Regions from separate parts of the Capra hircus genome. Here region 1 is linked to region 2. The links are chromatin contacts, called in public Hi-C maps. All regions are on one chromosome and are shown on one strand. Each heading gives the region's core, a stretch centred on a gene start, on an enhancer-like site or on the middle of the called end of the contact. The rest is flanking DNA. Distances are from core to core; before and after follow the strand shown. Region 1 overlaps ADARB1 (double-stranded RNA-specific editase 1). Region 2 overlaps ITGB2 (integrin subunit beta 2).

Region 1 (6,571 bases), core at 2,375-4,874, 230 kb before region 2:
GCCCAAGACCTGTGACCTCACAAACAGGGACGCCTCTGCCTGGACGCCCCTTGTTGAGCTGACGCTGATGAGTCAGGCAGGCCACACAAGGACACCTTCTCGGCAGCAGTGACTCATGCCAGAAGCACACTGAGACACTCTTCATTCTCAGCCAAACTTTTCTTTAGTTCACCGACCTTCAGAAGTGTTTGTAAACTGAAGTGTCATCTGTGTTAAACAGATTCTGTTAGCCAATAAATCACAGTAAGGGGGAAAAGTCAAGTTTCTACCCCAACATTTGAGGATTTAGCTGCCTGCCTAAGCACCAGGTGCCCTCGCAGCGCTGCCTCCCGCTTTCTCCATTGTTGATGTGTTAGGAGCACCTGGGGTCACCTGCACCTCAGGGCCTGCCTGATGCCCCAGGGGACCCCTCCTGGGCCCACAGCTACCCCAGCTTTCAGAACACCCAGCCAGCCTGTGAGGATCTTGAGGCCACCCTGTCCCCGACAGACCCTCCTTGCCACTTTCTTCTCTCTGCTAAGGCTCCTATCAGTGGTAGCCACGTGTGGACGTGGTCTGGTCGTCACAGGGCTGGGGCACTCGGGCACCATATAGGGACAGGGAATGTATGAGACAAGCAGGACCGTTCCAGAAATAACTGTCCTGCCCGAAGGACTGACATGCAGGTGACAAAGAGATTCATGAGGACACAAGACCAGGCCTGTTTCAATACGGTCACAACTTCCCACACACCCAGCAGTCCAGAGTGGAACTGCTGTGTGGAGGCAGAGAGGCCGCAGCCTGCTGCTCTGAGAGCCAGTCCATGAGCTGAGGGCCATCCCACTCAAGTTAGCACCGCAGTCCCACGACACCATCGCAGCGCCTGCAGCTCTGCGTCTGCTGGTGTACGCGCAGCACAGGACGTTCACAGGTCCCCGTGAGAGCTATGTCACTGTGCATCCTTAATTTCTCTTTTACTACATTTGGATATGGTCATAATTATAATTATTTCAATTCAGAATTAGAAGGGGAGTCTATACATGTTTGTCATAAGCAGACTGCGGGGACTGATGGCAATGAGACACTGAGGAAAGCCTCAGCGTCTGAGCAGAGCCAGGCCTCCCTGGAACCCCCTCAAGTTAACCCCGAGGGAGCTTACAGGCTTCCCAGGTGGCACTAGTGGTAAAGAGCCCGCCTGCCAATGCAGGAGATGTAAGAGACTCGGCTCGATCCCTAGCTCGGGAAGATCCCCTGGAGGAGGGCATGGCAATCCACTCCAGTATTCTTGCCTGGAGAATCCCATGGACAGATGAGCCTGCTGGGCTACAGTCCGTATAGGGCCGCAAAGAATCAGACAGGACTGAAGCAACCTGGCCTGCACAGCACGCACGGGCCCTTAAACTCTGCAGAGGGCTCCACAGCACAACCTCAAGAGGCCCCAGCCTCAGAAGGTATTCTCACCTACGAAACACAGGAAGCAACTTCAGCCTGTTTAAGGAGCAAGAGAGGTGGAAGCAGGGACCGGCCTGGAGCTAAAAATACAGGCTGCCTGCAGCGCTCCCGCCAGACGGCAAATGAGGCTACTGATCAGGAGTGCGTCAGCCAAGAGATACTTTATCCAGCCAGAAGCTTGCGTGCTTTTTTCTTTTTCAAATCACTGTGAAAAAAAGATTAATACACGGGATTACGGTTGCTAGAATTAGCTCTCATTTTATGAAACAAATGTGAAGTGTTTACTCTGCAGGTACCACCTGTCAGCACAGACTCAGCAGAAGACCTGATTCCTGACACTGGGTGTCTGACCATTCCGCCCTCCGTTCTGCTTCAGATGCCACCTCCTGCCCTTGCTTTTGTTCCTGTGCCTTCAGGGACAGCTGGCTTGTGCACAGGATTGAAAACAATTCGCTTCTTCACTGCATGCTTACGTCACATTAAAAACACTTTCTAGTTCACTTCAACAGCATAATTAAAACGATAGTTTACATCCCACTATAATTGGTTCTGTGGCTTAGCTCTGAAAGCACCTGTCTAGTAAACAGGAGATCTTGGGTTTGAATCCCAGATGGGCCTAAGAGGGCAATGTTTTGGGGGCTTCCCTGACAGCACAGTGGGAAAGAATCCACCTGCCAATGCAGGAGATACAGGTTCAATCCCTAGGTCAGGAAGATCCCCTAGAGAAGGAAATAGCAACCCACTCCAGTATTCTTGACTGGGAAGTCTCATGGACAGAGGACCCTGGTGACCCACAGTCCATGGGGTCATAAAGAGTCAGACACGACTGGGCAACTAAACAACAAGAATGCTACATCTACAGCACCCTGGATGTGAAAGTGGAAGTGAGGTCGCTCAGTCATGTCCGACTCTTTGCGACCCCATGGACTGTAGCCTATCAGGCTCTCCATCCATGGGATTGTCCAGGCAAGAGTGCTGCAGTAGATTGCCATTTCCTTCTCCAGGAGGGGATCTTCCCGACCCAGGAATCGAACCCAGGGCTCCTGCATTGCAGGCAGCCGCTTTACCGTCTGAGCCACCAGGGAAGCCCACACGGCACCCTGGATGTAGGTGGCCATAAACCCCAGCTCACTTGCAGTGCTAAAGCACGGTCTCACTCTGGGCTTTGTACCATCTCCCAACCAACTCCGGCTACAGAGAAACTGATTTAAGATCACTAATTGAGCTAAAAGATGAGTTGTGGTTAAAAACACAACTCCATCCTACTGGCACAAGCAGCGGTAAAAGTAAGCATGGTTTTGCCCTCTCCATACACTTGCTGGCTATGTAGAAAAGAAAAAAAAAAAAACCAGAAAGCACCAGTTGAAGATTAGACAAAACCTCTTTTAAAGGTTTCCTTGGAAACCAGGGACCTGATGTTCCCGATGTCCACAAACACAGAAACGACAGGTGGGGCCCTCCAGGTACAATTCCCGGGCCCTGTGGTCAGGCATGGCACATCTCCCGGCCCTAACCAACCCCATGGATGGCTCCACGCCCGCCACGGCCGGGGGGCTGTGTCCTGGCTGACACGCCTCAGCCCCCAGCGAGGGAGTGGACAAACGCAGAACGCCCTCTTTCTGCACCCAGCAGCTTCTGGCAGCCACTTCCTATAATACTTCTTCCCCAAGAAAAAAACCTCCGTAAAAGTTCAGTGCTTGACCTTCCTGACTCAGTCACTCTGCAGGCCACAAACTAACCTTACGTCATACTAACTACCGGGATTTTGACTGGGTGGTCTCAGCTTCCCTCAGAAGCAGACGCTGAATCATGTAATAGTCACCAACAATGAGTACCGAAGAAACGTTCTTTTAATTACCTCAAAGAAAGTAATCTGCGGTAAGGGCTTTACAGCAAGTCCCCGGCAGTGCCCAGCCCTTGGCCACCCGCGGCGGCCACTGGGGGGCAGCAGAGCACCAGCTGAGAGGCTGTGGGGACAGAAACAGACGGTCTGTAGGAAGCTGCTAACAAAATGCATTTTAAACAGCCAGCCAAAAGGCTTAACTAATGAGTTTACGTGGGGCCAGAGGCATTTTTTATGAGTCAAAAGTTAGCAGAGGTTTACAGGTTCCACTCTTACTGTGAATTCCACGTGTTCCTGTGCCGCCTGGGCCCTGTGGAGCGGGTGGAGCTGAGATGATCCGAGCGTGGCGCCCGCTCGGCGAGCTTCCTTCAGGCCCTTGTCCAGCTCTCCATGCCGACCGGAAAGCCTTCCCCCTGTAACAGACGGTTCCCGTGCTTCATGTTAACTTTAACCCAACAATAAAGCCTTTCCACCACTGCAGAAGTCAAAGTGAAAAAATGAAGTCGCTCAGTTGTGTCCGACTCTTTGCGACCCTGTGGACTATAGCCCACCAGGCTCCTCCATCCATGGGGTTTCCCATGCGAGAATACTGGAGTGGGTTGCACATTTCCTCCTCTAGGGGATCTTCCCCACCCAAGGATCAAACCTGAGTCTCCTGCATTGCAGGCAGACGCTTTAACCTCTGAGCCACCAGGGAAGCCAACTCCATACATGCTGCTCATGAAAAGTCCTCTCCCAGGGAACTGATCTGCAGGCTACACAGCACAGCCCCCAAAATAACCAGCCCTCTCTTGAATATGGAGCCTTCCCTGGTGGCTCAGTGGTAAAGAATCTGCCTTCCAATGCAGGAGACGCAGGTTCAATCCTTGGGTCAGGAAGAACCCCTGGAGAAGAAAATGGCAACCCACTCCAGTATTCTTGCCTGGAGAATCCCACGAACAGGGGAGCCTGGCGGGCTACAGTCCATGGGATCACAAAGAGTCAGACACGACTGAGTGACTGAACAACTCCTAGATATGTTTCACTTACTTCTAATGTGTTCTTGGTTTTTAAAGCAGATACCCCATGATAACTCCCACCTTCACCCCCTGCCACAACAGGCAGGGGCACACAAGACACACACCATCAGCTCTCTACTCGCCAACAGGCCAGCGCAAACAAGCACCAACCCACACGCCAAGGAATGAGGCCTCGGGCAGAGTCCTGTCCGGACCCATCTTCCGAGAGAGCAGACGCCACCTGCGCAGGCCTGTGTACACGCGTGTGAGTCCAGACAGACCCGGAGTTACAGGCTCAGCATACCCCTACCCCTTCCCACCTGGGTCAGCGCTGACAGCCAGCCCTGTGTCTGGAGCGGAGCCTGGGAAACAACTCTCCAGATCACTTCCTCCCGACCAGTGGGATGATGGAACTTGCTGATATACCTATGAGACCTGACAATGGAGCGCCCGTATTTTCTTTCTGAAAAACAAACTGATATCCAAAGGATAGCTGCTTCTCCAGTGCAGACCTACCGGCCCATGTCTGCGGGGAGAACGGCGGGTCTCGGAGGGGCAGTGCCAAGACCGAGGCGGACGGTGCATCTGACCACGGGGCGGCCAAGCTGTGCAGACTCCCATCCCCAGCCCCCGGGACCCTCCCTCTGCACAGCCACAGCTGCAGGTCCTCAGGCTCCGCCACACCTCTCCACTGTGACGGGCTCAGATGCCCCCAGAACGTGTGCCAGAGGGCACACGGCATCCCCATCTCCTCTGGCAGCATCACCGCTGTGACGGGCACTCACTGCAGAGCCCCACAGGCCTGGGATTACAGGCACACAGCCGTCTTGTCCAGCACAGAGGTTCTGAGTCGAGTGCCCAGAGCTGTACCCAGCGTTGCCCACCCATCATCACCCAGCTGCAGGAGGTGCCAGCCCATGTCACTCATGAAGCCTCCTTGGGCAGGACACTAAGAACCAATGAACCCAGGCATCAGCCTAAACGATGGCCCCAGACACATGGCCAACCTCCAGATATTTGGGCGAGCCCAGCTGAGGTCCCCATCACTGCGGAGCACAGACAGGCCATCCACACACGCCCCGCAAATCCCTGACCCAGGAAGACACAAGCAGAACATCGTGGCTGTTCTCTGAAGCTGAGCCTTGGGTGTTTAAGTTAAGTAGCAAGAGACCCCCCAGAATGGAGCTACTCCAAAAATCTTGTAAACTTAGGTAAAATGAGCAAATTCCAAGCAAAATGCAACTCATCAAAGCTGACTCAGGAAGAAATGGAAAATTCGACTAGACTACCAACATTAAAGTAGAATCAAGAGAGAAAAAAAATCACTGTACGGACAACAGTCCATGCCTGGATGGCTCCCCAAGGAAGTTCGCCCAACACTCAGCAGAACACATCTGCCAAGTGCAAGGAGGAAGGAGGAAGTGTCAGCCAAACTGCTCCCAGGGACAGACGTAAACACCCTCGACAAAACGTCAGCGAATGTAGTCCTGACTAATCCTGCATGATCTAGCTGGATTTGTGCTGGAACATGAGAATGACTGCATGCATGGAAACCTATCGATGTAATCCTCTGCGCTAACAAACCTAGAGGGCCATAGGAGGACATCTCATGACCCCACTACTGGCAGCTCAGTAGCAGGCACAGTTGAGATGGATTCCAAGGGACACAGGCTTCTGTGCTGATGTAGAGAGAACGGCAAGCACAGTGCTGTTCTGAAACCCAGAACAGCGGCCTTGTCTGCATGGGGAGAGGCTGTGGTCAAGGAGGAGCTCGAGGGAGACTGAGACACGTCTGCTTTTACCCTGGGAAGGGCAGAGGACGGACGTGTCGTCAGAACCGCTCTCCTGACCCTCACGCCTCTGTAGGAGTCACACAGCTTACAACACAGATGTAGGAGAAAATCACAGGGCACAGAAGACAAACCCGCCATGGTGCCCACGGTGTTAGGGAGCACTGTCAGTGCCCACGGTGTTAGGGAGCACTGTCGGTAACGACGGGGCCCAGCACAGCTGACCCAGGAACGGCCCGGGAACGACACGGCCAAGCACGGTGCCCCGAGTCCCCAGGTCCCGTGTCCTCGGGTCGCGCGGTGCTGTAGAACTGCTGCTGACGGAAAGGTGACCCATTCACACCCTAGCTGGGCCAGGGCCAGCTGCACCTGCCACACTGTGAACCAGACGAGGCCAGTGACAGCGGCACTGCCTGCAGCAGCAAAGAGAGCCGAGGAGCCTGGGTGTAAAGGGCGGCAAGACCTCAGGCAAGGCCGGGAGAGGCAGCTGGAGCGCTCCTGCCAGTCAA
Region 2 (6,037 bases), core at 2,664-5,163:
CAGCGCAGTCTTCATAGGTCCCTCCGTGACACAGGCTAGGGACATATGAGCAGGTTCTGAGGGGCAAAGACTCCAGCGGAGCCTGTCTCTGAGGTCAGAGGTCAGAAGGTATCTCTAAGGAGGACAGTTGCAGATAGTTGGAGAAGGTCGCAGGTGCTGGGCTGGGCACTTAGCTCTGAGAGTCCAGGGGAGCCTTAGGTCTCTTCCCAGACATAAAAGGAGGCTGCCAACAGCTTTCAGAGGAGCACATGGCTTTCAGAAGCCGGACATACACCTGGGAAGGACCACCACCAGGTCCAGACACTGAGCAGAGCTGGGCTGGGGTCCTGGGGCGGTGGGGACAGAGCCTGCTCTGGAGTGTAGCTCTGGGCAGGATCGGAAGGGACAGGTGACAAGTGGGGGCAGAGGGTGGGTCAGTTTCAAGGAGGTACATTGAGTGATGATGACATTTTGAGTTGGAGGGACTTGGAACAATAGACCCCTGAGGAGATGGGTGTAAGGGTTGGAGCAGCAGGACCCAGAGCCATCTTGACCCCAGATCTGAGTACCCCGCCCTTCCCACTCAGAGAGGCTGAGGGTGCGGGCACAGGCTTCCAGGCCAGCCTCCAGGGTGACCGCAGCAGACACGTGACAGCTGTCCACACAGGTTCTTGCAAGACTGGGACCTGCTCCCTCTCCCCCTCCCCAGAAAAAGAGCCCCAGGAAGGCATGTGGGGCCCAGTCCCGTGTGTATCCCCAGGGCTGCAGAGCCCAGCCTGCTGGGGTGGAGGGCTCTCCCAGGGTTTCAGAGCAGATGTGCCGTCAGGTCTGGTTTGGGGCAGCTGTGGCTAAGGTGTTCAGTCTCTAAGGACATGAGGCTCCCTGGAAAGGCCAGGGTGATGAGCGAGGGGGCACCACAGACTCCGGTGCCCTCCGCCAGGCAGACAGGGAGGGGCTCGCACCGAGCGCTGTGCCTTTGTCGACAGCCAAAGTGGGCATGCGGCTGAGGCCCCCACCTGAGCTCAGCAGGAGGCTGGGTGCAGCCCCCTTGGGCACTGGGACCCCCCTCCCATTCCCAAGGCTGCTGCTGTGAGTCTCCCCGGGAATGCTTGCATGAGGAGAGTCCCCCCTAAACTCTGATACAGCGTGGTCTGGGTGGGAGGCCAGAGTCTGGCCCTGTTTACTGGCAACCCGGGCCCCCCTTTCCTTCTCTGTAAACAAGGACCCTCTCGACTTCATTGGGAGCCACGGGGCCTGGCCTTGTGCTCAGCTCTGAGCTCTCCTGGGCTGGGGGCCGGGGCCAGGGCTGGTTTGCTCACTACCTGCCACAGAGATCTGGCAGTGGGACCTTGACGCAGTGCGGGGACGGGGCCGAAACCTGGGGCCTGGGAGCCGGGGCAGGCTTGACGCCCCATTTGTGCCTTAGAGTGTGTGAAGGGCCCCAACATCGCTGCCATCGTGGGGGGCACCGTGGGGGGAGTTGTGCTCGTCGGCATCCTCCTGCTGGTCATCTGGAAGGCCCTGACACACCTGAGCGACCTCAGGGAGTACCATCGCTTCGAGAAGGAGAAGCTCAAGTCCCAGTGGAACAACGTGAGTGGCCTCGGGGTCCCTGCGAAGGCCCACCTCCTACCCTCCAAGCCAAGGCGTCCCCACGGGAGTGTGCGCCTGCCCCACTCCCACCCCTGAACCTCGTCCACCCTCAGTGGACACTGTTGTGGCCCAGAGCCCAGCGCCTTCCTCCCTGTGCTGACAAGCCATGTTTGCTTTTCTCACCAGGATAACCCTCTTTTCAAGAGTGCCACCACGACAGTCATGAACCCTAAGTTTGCCGAGAGTTAGGGGTGCCTGGTGAAGACAAGGCCTTCTGCACCACCCAGACGGGAGCACGCCCTCTCCTCATCCCCTCCAGCAGGCTGACCGTGACCGTGCTGCTTGGTGGGCGCGGCTGATGATGCTTAACAAGTTCACTGTTAACCAAAATGCACTGCTTTTCCTGCGCAGCATGGTGGGCGTGGCCAGATTATCCTATGGGCTCAGGGTAAGGGTCAGCTTCCCCCTTCTAATGTGAATGACTTTTGATAGCAAATCAGAGAAGGAATTGCCTACATTTTGTATGGTTACACACAGGTCCTTTGTAAAAATTAGCACAGCAGTCTGATGAAGAATTATTTATGTGTGAACTTCTCAGGGTATGAAGTTACATCCCCTTGGTTATGCCCCCAATCAATAAAAAAAAAAAATCAATAAAATCTTCCTGTGCGGAGTCTTTCATGGGAGCCAGGCTCTGATCCTCCGCCACTGCACTCTGAGGGTCCGCGTGGCCTCTGGGCCAGGGCATGGGGTTTCTTTTTCTCCTTCCTCACCTGTTGCTCATGCAAGCCTCTCTCTGTCCCTACCTGGGTCCCCCTCATAAGCAGCTTTGAGAAGGAGCAGCACCCCCCCACAAGGGGGTCCCATTGTGGAGCCTGAGTGGGGCCAAGGCAAGATGGGATAGTGGGCACCTGTCCCCCTCTCTGCTGTCTGCGCCTGCTCTCGGCTAATGATGGGACAGAGTTTGAGTGTGTTTCTTGTGGGCTGTTTTCTAGAGTGACCTGGAGGTCACGTTGACCCGACGTGTGATGACAGCAGGGGGAAGGTCCCGCCGTGATCACCAAGACCTGTGTGTATCTGCCAGTCTCAGTATGCTTGGTATGGGTCAAGGTCCAGGTGTGGCCAGTGAGAGCCGTGAGGATGGGGCAGTCCTTGGATCCCCAAGGAAAGGGCCGTACTCCCGTAAGCTAATATTTTCTGGGACTTCCCTCGTCATAGAGTTGGGAGTCCGCCTGCCAGTGCAGGGGACATGGATTCCTTCCCTGCTCCAGGAGGATCCCACATGCCAAAGGGCAGCTGAGCCCATGCACCGAAACTACCGAAGCCTAGACACCCTAGAGCCTTTGCTCTGCAACAAGAGAAGCAGGCTCACTGCAGACAGAGAGCAGCCCCTGCTCAGCGCAACCAGAGAAAGCCCTTGGGCCGCAACAACGACCCAGCACAGCCAAAAATGAAAAAGAAAAACAACCAAAAAATGCATCCTCTGTAACCCGGCCGATGCTGGCTCTCTTCATGTTACACAGATCTGAGAGGCAGACAGATGTTGAGTATGGAGTGCGTGTTTGGGAATATATATTCAAATGCATAGACATAGTTTCAGATGATATTTGCCCTTATTTTTCCCTAAAATATGTAATTCTTTATTAAAACCCCAGCATAATGCTTTGTTAAAAAGAACATCAGTTCATTCAAACAGCACTTATGAAGTTCTGTCTTTGCCAGTCACTGCAGAGAAGATTGGGCAAAGGAGAGACGCTCACTGCCTTCACGGAGGTACACGCAGGGTGGCCTCCCTGCCGGTATGAAACGATAAAGGATGCACGCTGAGACGGAAGGGCACACGGTCCAGAACTGAGTTCAGTCACTCACTCGGTCAACTCTTCGCAACCCCATGGTCTACAGCACGCCAGTCTTTCCTGTCCTTCACCATCTCTCAGAGCTTGCTTAAACTCACTGTCCGTTGAGTCGGTGATGCCATCCAACCGTCTCGTCCTCTGTCGTCCCCCTCTCCTGCCTTCAATCTTTCCCAGCGTCAGGATCTTTTCTAATGAGCAAGATTTAAAGAACCCACGTCGCCCACCAGGTGGCACTAGAGGGAGGTTGCCTGTACAGGCGCCTCAATAGACGCGGATTCGATCCCTGCGTCCGGAAGATCCCCTGCAGGAGGAAACGGCAACCCACTCCAGTATTCTCGCCTGGAGAATCCCTTGGATGGAGGAAACTGGCGGGCTACAGCCCATGAAGTTGCACAGAGTTGCACGCGACTGAGTACACACGCAAACCTCGCCCACTAGGCTTCTGCCGCTAGTAACCTGCACTGCCGCCTGTTCTCCTGCAGGGGGAGCTCCCCCCAACCTAGGGCCTCTGCCGCCTCGCCATCCGGCCGCCAATCACAGAACGTGGCCCAAGGCCCAGGCGCGCTCCCGCCTCAGAAGCCTTCTCTGCAGCGCCCTTCTCTCCCTCCTGCCCTGTTCATAAGTACGTGGGCTTGATACAGAGCAGCCCAAGGTCAACCATCTACCACCTTCGTGGTGCAGCATCCTTCTGCGCCCAGGAGAACCGGGCTGTGGTTTTCCAAAATGTTAAAACCCAATTGAACAACATGTGCCGGGGTCCAGCCCCGCCAGGATCCAGGGGAACCTGAAGGAAAAACGGCGTCAGCGGATGATTCAGAGAGAGAGAAGGAAAGCATATTGTAGATAAGAAAATAGAGGAGAGAAATAGAGGCCACAGGTGCCTTCCCGGTCTCCAGAGGGAGTGAAGACGCAGAACATCTTCCCTTTCAGGTCTTAGAAACCCAGGCAGATAAGTGAACGCAGGGAGCCTCTATGCTCCAAGGGATCAGCCTGAAATAGAAAGTAAGAGAGAAAAAAAGAGAAAGAAGAAAAACACGGGGTGACCAAGCTTCTTCAAGAGAGGCCCATTGTTTTTACTTTCAAAAGGGTCTTTTATACCTTTACTTGTACATAGAGGGAAATGAAAGATGCAAAGTCATACAGAGTCAGCCCAAACATTACATCTGTTTTGTCTTTATCAAGACCAGGATTTTTTCTGCAAACCTTTCCCATAAACAATGTTGTGTACATTATCTTCTGGCCTTGGAGGCCTGTGAACATTTTATGACCCTCTTTTGATAAAGGCTGTTTAACCAAAAAATTTATTTTCCCTTGAAATGTTTTTTCTTATATTTCTAATCTATGTCAGCCTCAAAAAGTATTAAACAGAGTTACATTCTCAGGAAGCAAAGGTGCAGTGAGTTACAAGAAAGAACCAATTAGCTCAAAAGTCTGATGTGGTTAATTTCAAGGCTACACTTGTTTTTCTTACTTTCCAACTATGTTAACTAATGCACTCCCAGGTGCACAGTGGATAAGAGATATGGGAACTTAGCAACAAGCAATGGCCCAATAATGAAATCCTACATTAGCACTACTCTAATAACTTTTAACTCTTTGAAAGGCTCTATGTTTTAGGCTTTCCGTGCCTCTCACAGTTGGGAGGCTGTAAATAATCACATGTGTAGCTGCAAGAGTCTGGATATATCTGCCAAGCAAGCTAAAATGCTAACAGAGGGGTTTTGATTGGAAATATTCTTCTCATGTCCAGGAGACTTATTAGCTATAGTTAGTTTTTTCCAGAGAAAGGTGGTCAGAGTTAGCCCCCTGTTAATGTCAGAGGAGTTGGTGAAAGTCATGAAATAGTAAAACAGACAGATTTTGGTTTTGGGGTAGATGCTCGAGAAAGCCTAGGGAACCTGTTGAGTTCTGAAGCCTTGCTTAACAGTTCTCTTCCACATGACCTTGTCATGGGTGGGATCTCCCGTGGTGGCTCCTGGCACCGGACTCTCTTCCAGACAACGCTGGGCTGCAGGTCATCCAGGCTCCCAACCTGGTTTATGTGGGTGGCTCTGCCTGTGCCTGGTCTTGACCTTACCCTCCCTGCCACTCTGGCAGGTGAGGCCCTCCTCACACCTGGTCTGCATACTGAGAGGGCCCGAGGCCCTGCAGACGCCCCCACCCCATCCCCCAGGGTCAGACAGGCAAGTCCAAGGACGTCTGGCATCTCCCCCAAGTGGCTCCTTCCTCTGGGGCCCCCTTGGTGCTGCCCCTGGGTGGGGTCCACCTGACCGTGCTGCTCATTGGCATCTACACAGACAGGCAGTCGTGATCTTATTCCCTGTCTCCCAACAAGGTGCAGTCCTCTCTGCACGCCCTGACCCCTTGGTCCCCAAACCTCCAGCTAAACCTCCTCCTTCTGGCAGCACAAGCCTGTGCACCAGAAAAAAACAGCTGGAGCCTCACCCTCCAGATCCTGTAGTGTTCTCCTTCACCCTCTGCTTTAAACATAGGGTTAGAGACTCAGATAGAGTCACAATCCTACCTCGCTTATACAGGCAACTCCCCGAATGTGAGAGGGTAACAGGCAGGAAGGCCAAGGGTCTCCAACGGGAGGAAATAGCCTGCAA

Evidence for each region. Hi-C and Micro-C count contacts between places; a contact is called where the count stands out from the background.
Region 1: a Hi-C map of blood shows a contact between it and region 2, with 7 times the contacts expected there. The contact joins two enhancer-like sites. A contact is called at or near these places in 2 of 5 Hi-C or Micro-C datasets (blood and liver).

The regions. Positions count from the first base shown.
Region 1 is chr1:144,918,749-144,925,319 of ARS1.2, reverse strand. It overlaps ADARB1 (double-stranded RNA-specific editase 1), which reads right to left. Exons shown (of 10, transcript XM_018052170.1): 2 at 3,536-3,687. Among named protein-coding and RNA genes, the nearest start is that of ADARB1, 22 kb to the right of the region's middle. Within about 2 kb of position 3,624, at least 4 of the 5 cell types and tissues checked have an H3K27ac peak or open chromatin away from gene starts, as enhancers often do.
Region 2 is chr1:144,690,572-144,696,608 of ARS1.2, reverse strand. ITGB2 (integrin subunit beta 2) reads left to right here. Exons shown (of 16, transcript NM_001285538.1): 15 at 1,406-1,572; 16 at 1,759-1,933. The coding sequence ends at 1,821. Among named protein-coding and RNA genes, the nearest start is that of ITGB2, 32 kb to the left of the region's middle. Within about 2 kb of position 3,913, at least 1 of the 5 cell types and tissues checked has an H3K27ac peak or open chromatin away from gene starts, as enhancers often do.